Regions from separate parts of the Sus scrofa genome. Here region 2 is linked to region 1. The links are chromatin contacts, called in public HiChIP or PLAC-seq maps. All regions are on one chromosome and are shown on one strand. Each heading gives the region's core, a stretch centred on a gene start, on an enhancer-like site or on the middle of the called end of the contact. The rest is flanking DNA. Distances are from core to core; before and after follow the strand shown.

The links. HiChIP or PLAC-seq counts read pairs in DNA pulled down with a chosen protein or histone mark.
Region 2: a contact with region 1 is called in an H3K27ac HiChIP or PLAC-seq map of alveolar macrophages. The contact joins two enhancer-like sites. A contact is called at or near these places in 1 of 5 promoter capture datasets (fetal skeletal muscle) and 2 of 2 datasets of contacts at active chromatin or transcription factors (alveolar macrophages and skeletal muscle).

What each region holds. Positions count from the first base shown.
Region 1 is chr17:51,537,598-51,542,557 of Sscrofa11.1, reverse strand. No RefSeq gene overlaps it. Among named protein-coding and RNA genes, the nearest start is that of SNAI1, 6.4 kb to the left of the region's middle. Within about 2 kb of position 2,542, at least 14 of the 83 cell types and tissues checked have an H3K27ac peak or open chromatin away from gene starts, as enhancers often do. A contact at or near this core is called in alveolar macrophages, where this site is marked.
Region 2 is chr17:51,652,284-51,657,243 of Sscrofa11.1, reverse strand. All of the region lies in intron 1 of UBE2V1 (ubiquitin conjugating enzyme E2 V1), which reads left to right. Among named protein-coding and RNA genes, the nearest start is that of UBE2V1, 9.7 kb to the left of the region's middle. Within about 2 kb of position 2,268, at least 12 of the 83 cell types and tissues checked have an H3K27ac peak or open chromatin away from gene starts, as enhancers often do. A contact at or near this core is called in alveolar macrophages, where this site is marked.

The DNA of each region.
Region 1 (4,960 bases), core at 1,293-3,792:
GCGGACCCGGCCGGGCCAGGCCGTCTCTCCCCGCCCCGCGCCCCGGGGCGCGGCCCTGCGGCGCCCTCTGCTGGTCGTAGCTCGGGGCTGGGTGCCCGTGCCTCGAATGGGGATGAAAACTGGCACAGCTGCCTTGGAGAAGGGTTTGGGAATATCTACTTTGGCCACGAAAGGCCTCTGAAAGGAAGATAAATTTGAATAAAAGTCTGCACTTTCAACAAGTGTCCATCCCCACTAAAAGTAAGAACAATAACTAAAAATGTGTTTTATGGAGTTGCCGTCGTGGCACAGCGGAAACGAATCTGACTAGGAACCGTGAGGTTTGCAGGTTCAATCCCTGGCTTTGCTCAGTGGGTTAAGGATCCGGCGTTGTGGTGAGCTGTGGTGTAGGTCGCAGACGAAGCTTGGATCTGGCGTTGCTGTGGCTCTGGCGTAGGCCAGCAGCAACAGCTTGGATTAGACCCCTAGCCTGGGAACCTCCATGTGCTGCAGGTGCGGCCCTAAAAAAAAGACAAAAAAAAAAAAAAATTGTGGTTTATTTATACCAGTCACATTTTTACCAGTTCCTTGTATGACCGTCCAGAGATGGTCTTTATAGAGACAAGGAAAGACATACATATGTGCATGAATCTGTACACCCCTTCTTTAAGTAACATAAGTGGGAGCCCACAAGCTAGTCTTTCCTCCCAAGTAACTATATTGTGTACCTTGAAAGTTGCTCCATCATGTCATGTGGCTCCCTTCATCTGTTGCAGAATGGCACACTTTCTCATTGTATGGATTATACCACAATCACACAATTTATCTAACAAGAGGACTTGTGATAGGCATTTAGATTAGAATACAATTTTTTTTTTTTTTTTGGTCTTTTTGCCTTTTCTAGGGCCGCTTCCCACGGCATATGGAGATTCCCAGGCCAGGGGTGTAATTGGAGCTGTAGCCACTGGCCTACACCAGAGCCCCAGCAACATGGGATCCGAGCCGCATCTGTGACCTACACCACAGCTCACAGCAACGCCGGATCCTTAACCCACTGAGCGAGGGCAGGGATCAAATCCGTAACCTCATGGTTCCTAGTCAGATTCGTTAACCACTGAGCTACGACGGGAACTCCTAGAATACAATTTTTTGCTGTTACAAACAAGGTGGCAATTTCAGTGACTCTCTTGTATTGCACACATAATTGCACCCAAAAATTATGTTACAAAAAGTGTTAGCAAATGCCCTCTAACGAGGTTAAAGTAAATCATTCTTCCACCAACAGGGAGATGGGGGACTTTTCTCAAAACCTGGTGGAAGTACGGTATTGTCAAATTTTGTCTTTTTTTTTTTTTTTGGTCTCTCGTCTTTTTAGGGCTGCACCTGAGGCATATGGAGGTTCCCAGGCTAGGGGTTGAATTGGAACTGCAGCTGCTCAGGCCTCATCTGTGACCTACACCATAGCTCACGGCAACACCAGCTCTGGATCCTTAACCCACTGAGCGAGGCTGGGGATGGAAGAACCCGAAGAACTGTGTCCTCGTGGATCCTAGTCTCAGTTCGTTAACCCCTGAGCCATAATGGGAACTCCTCAAATTTTATCTTTTCCCATCTGATAAGGGAAAGTGAGAGCTTCTAGTTACAATCTGCATTTACATGCTTGGGTGGAGCAATTTTCCATACTCCAAAGCCGTTTATTTTTTCTCTGTGTCCCGAATGAGCCCTGTGTGTCCTTTGGTCACTGAGTTGATGAACTTCCTAATCACTAAAAACTGTATGTTAGGCTAACTGCCCCCTCGATTAGATCATCATTCGGTGAGTGGATCAATCAGCGTTAATCTCAAACAGGAAGAAGACATTGTCCATGGAAAGTTCAATGAACAAAACCAGGCTCAACCTCCTTCCTTATCCTTGATTTAAAAAATAAAACCTCTTGAGTGTCTCTCACCTGCCTGAACACACACAGTGATTCAACCTTGGGCCTGACTCAGAAGGCCCTCTGTGAAGGAATCAAAGTCATCATCCTAGGACACAAAAGGCTTTCAAGGGAAGTTGGGTGTGGCCCAGGGCTGAGAGCTCCAAGAAAAGCTAGATAAATCCTTTTTATTCCAATCTGCTGAGCACCTGCTGTGTGCAAGTCTCTGTGCAGGAGGCTCACCTACATAGGTGTCCCTTTAGCATCCCCAAGTGGTATTGGACACTCCTGCACTGGAGCCAAGGTCCACGTGGGGACCAGTTAATACCTTATAGTGCAGTCAGATTAGCCCCCTGTCAAAAAGGAGAAAGTTCTATAGGTAATGGGTGTGGAATCAGATGGAGTGGAGTTCTCATGTGGCACAGCTGGTTAAGGACCTGGCATTGTCACCGCAGCAGCTGGGATCACTGCTGTGCCAGTTCAGTCCTGGGCCCCAGAACTTCCACATGGCACAGGAGTGGCCAAAAAAAAAAAAAAAGAGAGAGAGTGCAAGAGAGAGACATCAAGTGGTAAACAGCAAGGCCCAGAATAGCACACACAATATGATAATAGTTTGCGCATAAAGAGGAAGCGATGTGTGGGTATTTCTTAGAAACAACCCTTGGAGGGAGAACTAGAAACTAGTCCGGGGTGGGGGAGGGTTGTCTCTGAGGAGGGGACCTGGGTGGCAGCCTGGCAGGAGGAGGAAGGATCTTTTACGACACGCATTTCCTGTGTCTTAAAAATCATTTTTAAACACTTGCAACTATTAATGTCATTACTTTTTTTCTTTTTTTCAGCCAGCCCGTGGCAGATGGAGTTCCCTGGCTAGGGATCAGATCTGAGCCACGATTGCAGCAACTCCAGGTCCTTAAGCCACTGTGCAGCACCGGGGATCCAGAGACCCAGAGACCCCACCTATTGCTTTGCACCACAGCAGGAACTCCATTTACTTTTTTTTCCAGCTCATCAGCAGGTGGAAGTTTCTAAGCCAGGGATTGAAACTGCACTACAGCAGTGAAGTGACCTGAGCCACAGCAGGGACGATGTCAGATCCTTAACCTGCCTGGTCACCAGGGTATGAATCAGTTATTTCACAGGCATGTGTCACTATTTCAAATACTTTGTCATGAAAAAACCCCAGCCACAAAATCCAGGCAAATATTGACTGCCAGCCGCTGTGATCTCGTTTCTTTATCTAGTGAATATGGGTAATAAGTAGGGGACAACTGTCCTGGTTTGCCCAGGACTGAGGGTTTCTGGAACAATCCCAGGCAACCGGGAAGAGGGGATTGCCCTGGTTAAATGGCAGGTATCGAGGCCTTGAGGGTGGATGTGTCAGGGCTGAGTGGGGCCCTGAAGCTAGACCTCTCCACACCTGCTGAGCCAACATCTCACCCGGAGAGCCACTGATGCTCCAGACCTGACGCAGGCCCTAGCGATCTTGCTACCATGCCGAGCACGGCTTGCCAGCTAATCTCCACGCATTTGCCAAAGGGGCTCACATCCATTATCTCACAGACTATCTCGCACACTAATTTGCCCTGGCAGCCTCGCCCCTCAGACTGCACTGATATCACCTGTTATCTCCACTTCCTGGCAGAAGGAGGAACCTGTTTCCAGGAAAAGCCCCAGGGCCTCTTCGCTCCCCACCTGCACCCATCTTTCACACCTGGAGACCTCTGTGCATCTCTGGACCACTAGGTGTGGGTGATGTTGCCGAAGAGGGGAACGTGAGAACAAATGATTTCCTTAGGTCGAAATAACATCCAAACCCTGCTCTTGGCTCACCTCGCCCGGCGGGCTCTTCTCCTCCACTCTCCCCGCATTCATCTGCTTCAGACTCATCGGGCCCTCTTGCCTCCTCTTCACACAGGTTCTTTTCCACAGCAGGGCCTTTGCACTTGTGGTTCTCCCCCAGATCTTCCCAGAGCTGCTCTCAGGTCACTCATCACCTCTGAGATGCTCAAGTCGTCACCCTCTCACTGCTGCCACAGTGGCTATGTGACCCCCCGCAGCAAGCCCTGAGTGGTAAGCAAGGGTATTAACCCCTTTTACCAGTAAGAAAACTGAGGCTCAGAGAAGTGACAGGCTATTATGCCCGAGTCACAGTAACCCAGTGATGGAAAGCCCCTGGTCTAGTGTCTAGCGGGCCAGGATCTTATAATGAACCGGCCGGGTCACAAACAAGCCCCGGCACCCGGAGCTCACAGGGGAGGAAGAGCGGTACTGGGCTCCCCACCAACCCAGAGGGGCCCAGGTGAGTCAGAAGGGTGAGACTGACTGACTTCAGGCTGAGGTCACAGGATGGGCAGGTGTGAGAGGAAGTGAGCAGACATTCTGGGCAGCAGTGACCACTGGCCACCGTGATTAGAGAGCCCGGGGCAGATGAGTGTTCCAGGGTGTGAAAGCAGTTCAGGTGGCAGAGGCTTCAGGACGGAGAGAGCCCTAGGCCCCTTAGAATTTCTGAGATTGCCAGTCTTTTTTGGCTGTGCCTGTGGAATGTGGAAGTTCCCAGGCCAGGGATTGAACTCATGGCACAGTGACAATGTCAGATACTTACCCCGCTGTGCCACAAGGAAACGCCTTGCCTTTTTTTTTTTTTTTTTTTGCTTTTTAGGGCCACACCCACAGCATATGGAGGGTCCCAGGCTAGGGGTCCAACTGGAGCTACAGCTGCCGGCCTCCGCCACAGCCACAGTAATGCCAGATCCAAGTCGTGTCTGTGACCTACACCACAGCTCATGGAAATGCCAGGTCCTTAACTCACTAACGAGACCACGGATCAAACCCGAATCCTCATGCATACTAGTCAGATTGTTTCTGCTGCACCACAACAGGAATTCCTCTTTTTTTTTCCGCTGGCCACACTCTTGGCATATGGAAGTTTCAGGATCGTATCTGAGACCTACACTGAAGCTGTGGCAATGCCAGATCCTTAACCCACCGCAACAGCCAGGGGTCAATCCCTCACCCCGGCAGTGACTTCAAGCCACTGCAGTCAGATTCTGAACCCACTGCACCACA
Region 2 (4,960 bases), core at 1,019-3,518, 110 kb before region 1:
TTTACTAGGGCATGGTGTAAAACCCTATCAAATATTCATGCTTTTTCAACCTGGTTGTCATATTTTCTTTATAATATCCTGCAGCTGCTGACTTTTCAGTTTATATTTAGCCAAGAGAATAACTGGCTGACTTTTGATATTGACACAGATCCAGGAAAAATCCTTCTGAAAAGAATTCTGAAGTAACAGGAACCAATGCTTTCTTTTTTAAAATATCTTGGATTACTGTGTTATTTTAGCACCTTGATAAAGTTATCTTAACATTTGCATAGTTAACTTTTTGATAGTTACAGTTTGTTAACAAGAGTCCATTTTTACATCCTCTGTATTAATATTGTCTCTTGAAGCTGTTTCTCCACCTTTTAGGTGTCAGGTTAACACAGAAATTTTAGGATTCCTAAAATTTAGGTTGAGTCACCCTGGGAAGAAAACATTAAAGAGTAATACTGAGTTTTTCTGATTCGTTCTTGGTTTTTGACATACACGGGTTTAATTTTTTTTTTTTCCAGCTTTTTGACTTTTTGCTGTTTCTTGGGCCGCTCCCGTGGCATATGGAGGTTCCCAGGCTAGAGGTCAAATCAGAGCTGTAGCCACCAGCCTACGCGAGAGCCACAGCAACGTGGGATCCGAGCCGAGTCTGAGACCTATACCACAGCTCACAGCAATGCTGGATCCTTAACCCACTGAGCAAGGCCAGGGATCCAACCTGCAACCTCATGGTTCCTAGTCGAATTCATTAACCATTGAACCATGACGGGAACTCCTAATTTTTAATATGTTCACTGAAATCTTTTGTTTAACGTGTCATGATTTTGAGCTAATTCTCCTCCCTTGGGATGGGATGAAGTCCTCCGTGTAGCTGATAGACTCACAAGGTGTACAGGATTCCTGAATTCCACCAATGTTTGAATTTACGTCCCTAGGCTAGCCCCCGAAATTCTAGAACAAGGGTATGGTCAGTCCAGTTGGAGTTAGATGCGCTTGCTTGTTAGAAAATAAGGTGCCTTAACTTTGTATGCAGTTTCTAAATGGTTGGAATATCAGTGACATGCTCTCAAATATATTTTTATGAAACAGATCAGTTTGTAGTGAAGAATTCTTGACTTGGAGTTCCTGTTGTGGTGCAGCAGAAATGAATCTAATATCCAGAAGGATGCAGGTTTGATCCCTGGCCCTGCTTAGTGGTCAGGGATCTGGCATTGCTGTGAGCTGTGAGGTGGATTGCAGAAGTGGCTTGGATCTCGCGTGGCTGTGGCTGTAGCCAGCAGCTGCAGCTCCAGTTTGATCCCTGGCCTGGGAACCTCCATACGCTTCGGGTGCAGCCCTAAGAAACAAAAAACAAAAAAAAGAAAAGAAAGAAAAAGAATCCTTGACTTGTGTGCTTTGGGGGGAAAACCGGTTTTCCCTCATTTCTTTCTTTTATTTATTTATTTATTTATTTTGTCTTTTTGCCATTTCTTGGGCCGCTCCTGTGGCATATGGAGTTTCCCAGGCTAGGGGTCCAGTCAGAGCTGTAAACCCCTTTGATAACATCATGCCACAGCCACAGCAACGCGGGATCCAAGCTGCATCTGCGACCTACACCACAGCTCACAGCAACGCCAGATAACCACTGAGCAAGGCCAGGGATACAAACCCACAACCTCATGGTTGCTAATCAGATTCGTTAACCACTGAGCCACGACGGGATCCCCTCATTTATTTCTCTTAAAGTAAGTTTCCCTAAAAGTGTGTGTCTGTCTGTCTGTCTGTCTTTTTAGGGCCATACCTGCGGCATGTGGAGGTTCCCAGGCTAGGGGTTGAATCAGAGCTGTAGCCGGCCTACGCCACAGCCACAGCAACTTGGGATCCCAGCCAAGTCTGCGACCTACACCATAGCTCATAGCAATGCCGGATCCTTACCCCACAGAGCAAGGCCAGGGATTGAACCCACATCCTCATGGATACTAGTCGGGTTCGTTAACCACTAAGCCAGAATTCCCATATTTCCCTAAAAGTCTTGATCACACTTCATTAAAAAATAAAACTACTTACCAAATTTTAATTATGTCAAAATAAAAAACCTTAGGTACCTCAGTTATATGGTATCAGTGTCCAATATCTTGGCCGCAGTAGAGCATATTAGAGTTTACGGTGAAAAAGGAAGAGATACTGCCTTTTCTTCAATCAGAAACATTTATTGAGGATCATTACATACCAAGAAGCATACTGGGTTCTGGGGAGAAAGGATTGAATGAGTCATGACTCTAACTTGAGAAGCTCCAAGAGTGAGTCAGACAACAAAAAGAAAATGAAATTTAAAGAAAAAGAGAAGGTCCAGAACAGACATTGTGTGAGGGTAAAGGAACTTGGGGGTGAGGGGGAGCTCTAAGAGTACCAGTACCTCTGCAGCCTGACTGCTCAGCTCCTTATTGAAGATTTGTGTTTCTTCTTAAGATCATTGTATTCAAAATTTAATGTATAGCTTTTCTTGGGCTATTTAAAATCCATACTAAACCCCTTTGATAACATCATCATTTTAGAACTCTCCTTTAATAGTTCTATGAATGTTTCCTTGCTGTATTCCCAGAAATAGACCAGAGTTAGAATTTTGTGACATTGAGCATTGTTCATACTGGAATAATAACCCTGGCTGACACCCAGCCACCCATTCATTCATTCAGCAAGCATTTGAATGCATGCTCTGGCAAAGCACTCTTTGACGTGTTGGAAATTCAGCAGTGAACAAAGCAGCGAAATTTTACTCTCATATTCAGATGGGAGAGACAGACAATAAACAATTAATGAAGTGGAAATGAATACTGTACATTTAAAATGTCAAGTGGTAATGATGCTGTGAAGAAAAATAAAGTAAGATAAGGGAATGGGAATTTAGATGAAGAATAAGGGAGCCAGCCAGCCATTCCCAGAGCTGGGACCTAAAATTCTGGGGCGAAGGAACAGCAGAGCACGAAAGGCCAACTCAGGTTGCCTATTCAGGAACTTCAAGAAGGATGGTATGGCTGAAGGAGGGTGAGCAAGCAAGGGGGAAGGTGACAGGACAGGGTGCTGGGAAGCAGGTGGGGGTCTGTGGGGAAGGCAAGGAGTCTGGATGCTAGTTGTAAGGGCGAGCCAGTGGAGGGCTTTGAGAAAGGGGAGTGATGGGATCTAAACTTACCAGTAAAAGGCTCACTGCAGAGAATAGACTGTAGGTAGACCAAGAAAACAGGAAGCTGAGGTGGCCTGCTCTGCAGTGGTCACAGTGGGAACAGTGAAAATGATCATCTGGGGGATGTATTTGGAAATAGGTTCGATATGGGCTGTGAGGGGAAGATTTCGTATCATGACTCCAGAATTTCTAGCCAGAGAAATCTGTGCCATATACTGAGATTCAGGAGTACATAGTAGTTTTTGTTTTTTGAGGCGTGCAAGGGACTTTTCTTGGGAATTATTTTAAGTTGGAGAGGCCTATTAGGCATCTACGTGGAGATGTCTAGGAGGCTGTTAATTGGAAATATAAATTAGAGAGTTATTAGCTTCCTTGATCTGGATAAAATCACTTGAGTAGGGCAGAAAAGCAGGGGTTAGTGGGCTGTGCCCCAAAGCCCGGCAAACCAGTGTTTGGAGGTCAAGGAGGTGAGGCCTCTTAGCCAGTGAGGAAGGAAGTGAAGCTGAGGCTGGGGGAAGAAGGAGGGAGTTGCCAGGTGCAGCTGAGAGCTCCAGGGACTTGGGGCGGGGACTGAGAACTGACCACAGGATTTGGCTAGTGAGTGCTGCCTGGTGCCCTTGGCGAGAACACTTTGGGTGAGTGACTAGCTAGAAAAGCCTGATTGGAGTGGGTGCAAGTAGGGTGAAGAATTGCAGACACGGGGTCTGGACAGCCCTTTTAAGTTGTTTTGCTAAAAAGGAACAAAGAAATGAGATGGTAGCTAGAAGGGGATATGAGGTCAGGTGAGGCGTTTGGGGGTTTTATTTTATGGTGGTTAATACAGTGTGCCAGAGAAGGTGATTTAGTCCCTGTGCCAGCTGTTCCACAAAGTGCTCAGCAGGTTTTACCTCATTTATTCTTCCTCGCCGCCGCCTGCAGAGGCAGGGCGTATTGGGACCCCTGTTATGCTGACGTCAGGGTAATTTGCACGGTCACTCAGCTAGATTGCTAGAAAGTTGCGGAGCCAAGGACTTGATCCTAGGTCTGTGCTGTCAATCCCCTGCTGAGAGATTATAGAATTTTCTCCTAAGTATGTATGCTGTGATTCTTATTTGTGGGAGAGAGCTTTGCCATTACTCTGAACAGCCTGTTTCAGAGAGAGTGGTCCACTAACTTTCCTTACGTTTGTGTTTCTACTTCCTTGGCATCTAAAAATCATTTATGTGAGTACACACATACAAGGAAGCATGGGTCGACTTTGTGTTAATCGTCTTTAAAATAGAGTGTGCATACCTTTTTATCCTTTGCTCAATTTTTAAATTTTTCAGCAAATATTTATCTAAAGCCTACCACAAAGGCTAGTTTGGGGTGGGGGTTAATGGAGAAATATTAGAAACAGTTTTTTTATTTCTCTCTTTTTTGGGGGGGGGCACTCCCTCGGGGCATGCAGAAGTTCCCAGGCCAGGGATCAAACCCAGGCCACAGCAGTGAGGATGCTAGATCCTTAACCTGCTACATCACCAGGGAACTCAAAGACCACTTATTTTAATGTTTTTTTGTAAAAATGGGAACCACTGCCACAATCACACAAATTAATATGTGCTGCCTTAAATCATTTAACATTCCTTCCATTTCCCACCTATCTCAGCCTCTAAGAAGTTCGGTAACCTGTTCTGTCTTGACAGTATTTGCTCTAAGCAAATGCTTCTGGCTTTCTATCCTGAGATGTTCATAGTAACACATCCTAACCTGGCCTCTAATCCTTCAGCCAATCCTGAACATTACCCAGGAGATTGGCCTTGTCTCTTGTCCTGCTCAGAGCCTTTCACAGCT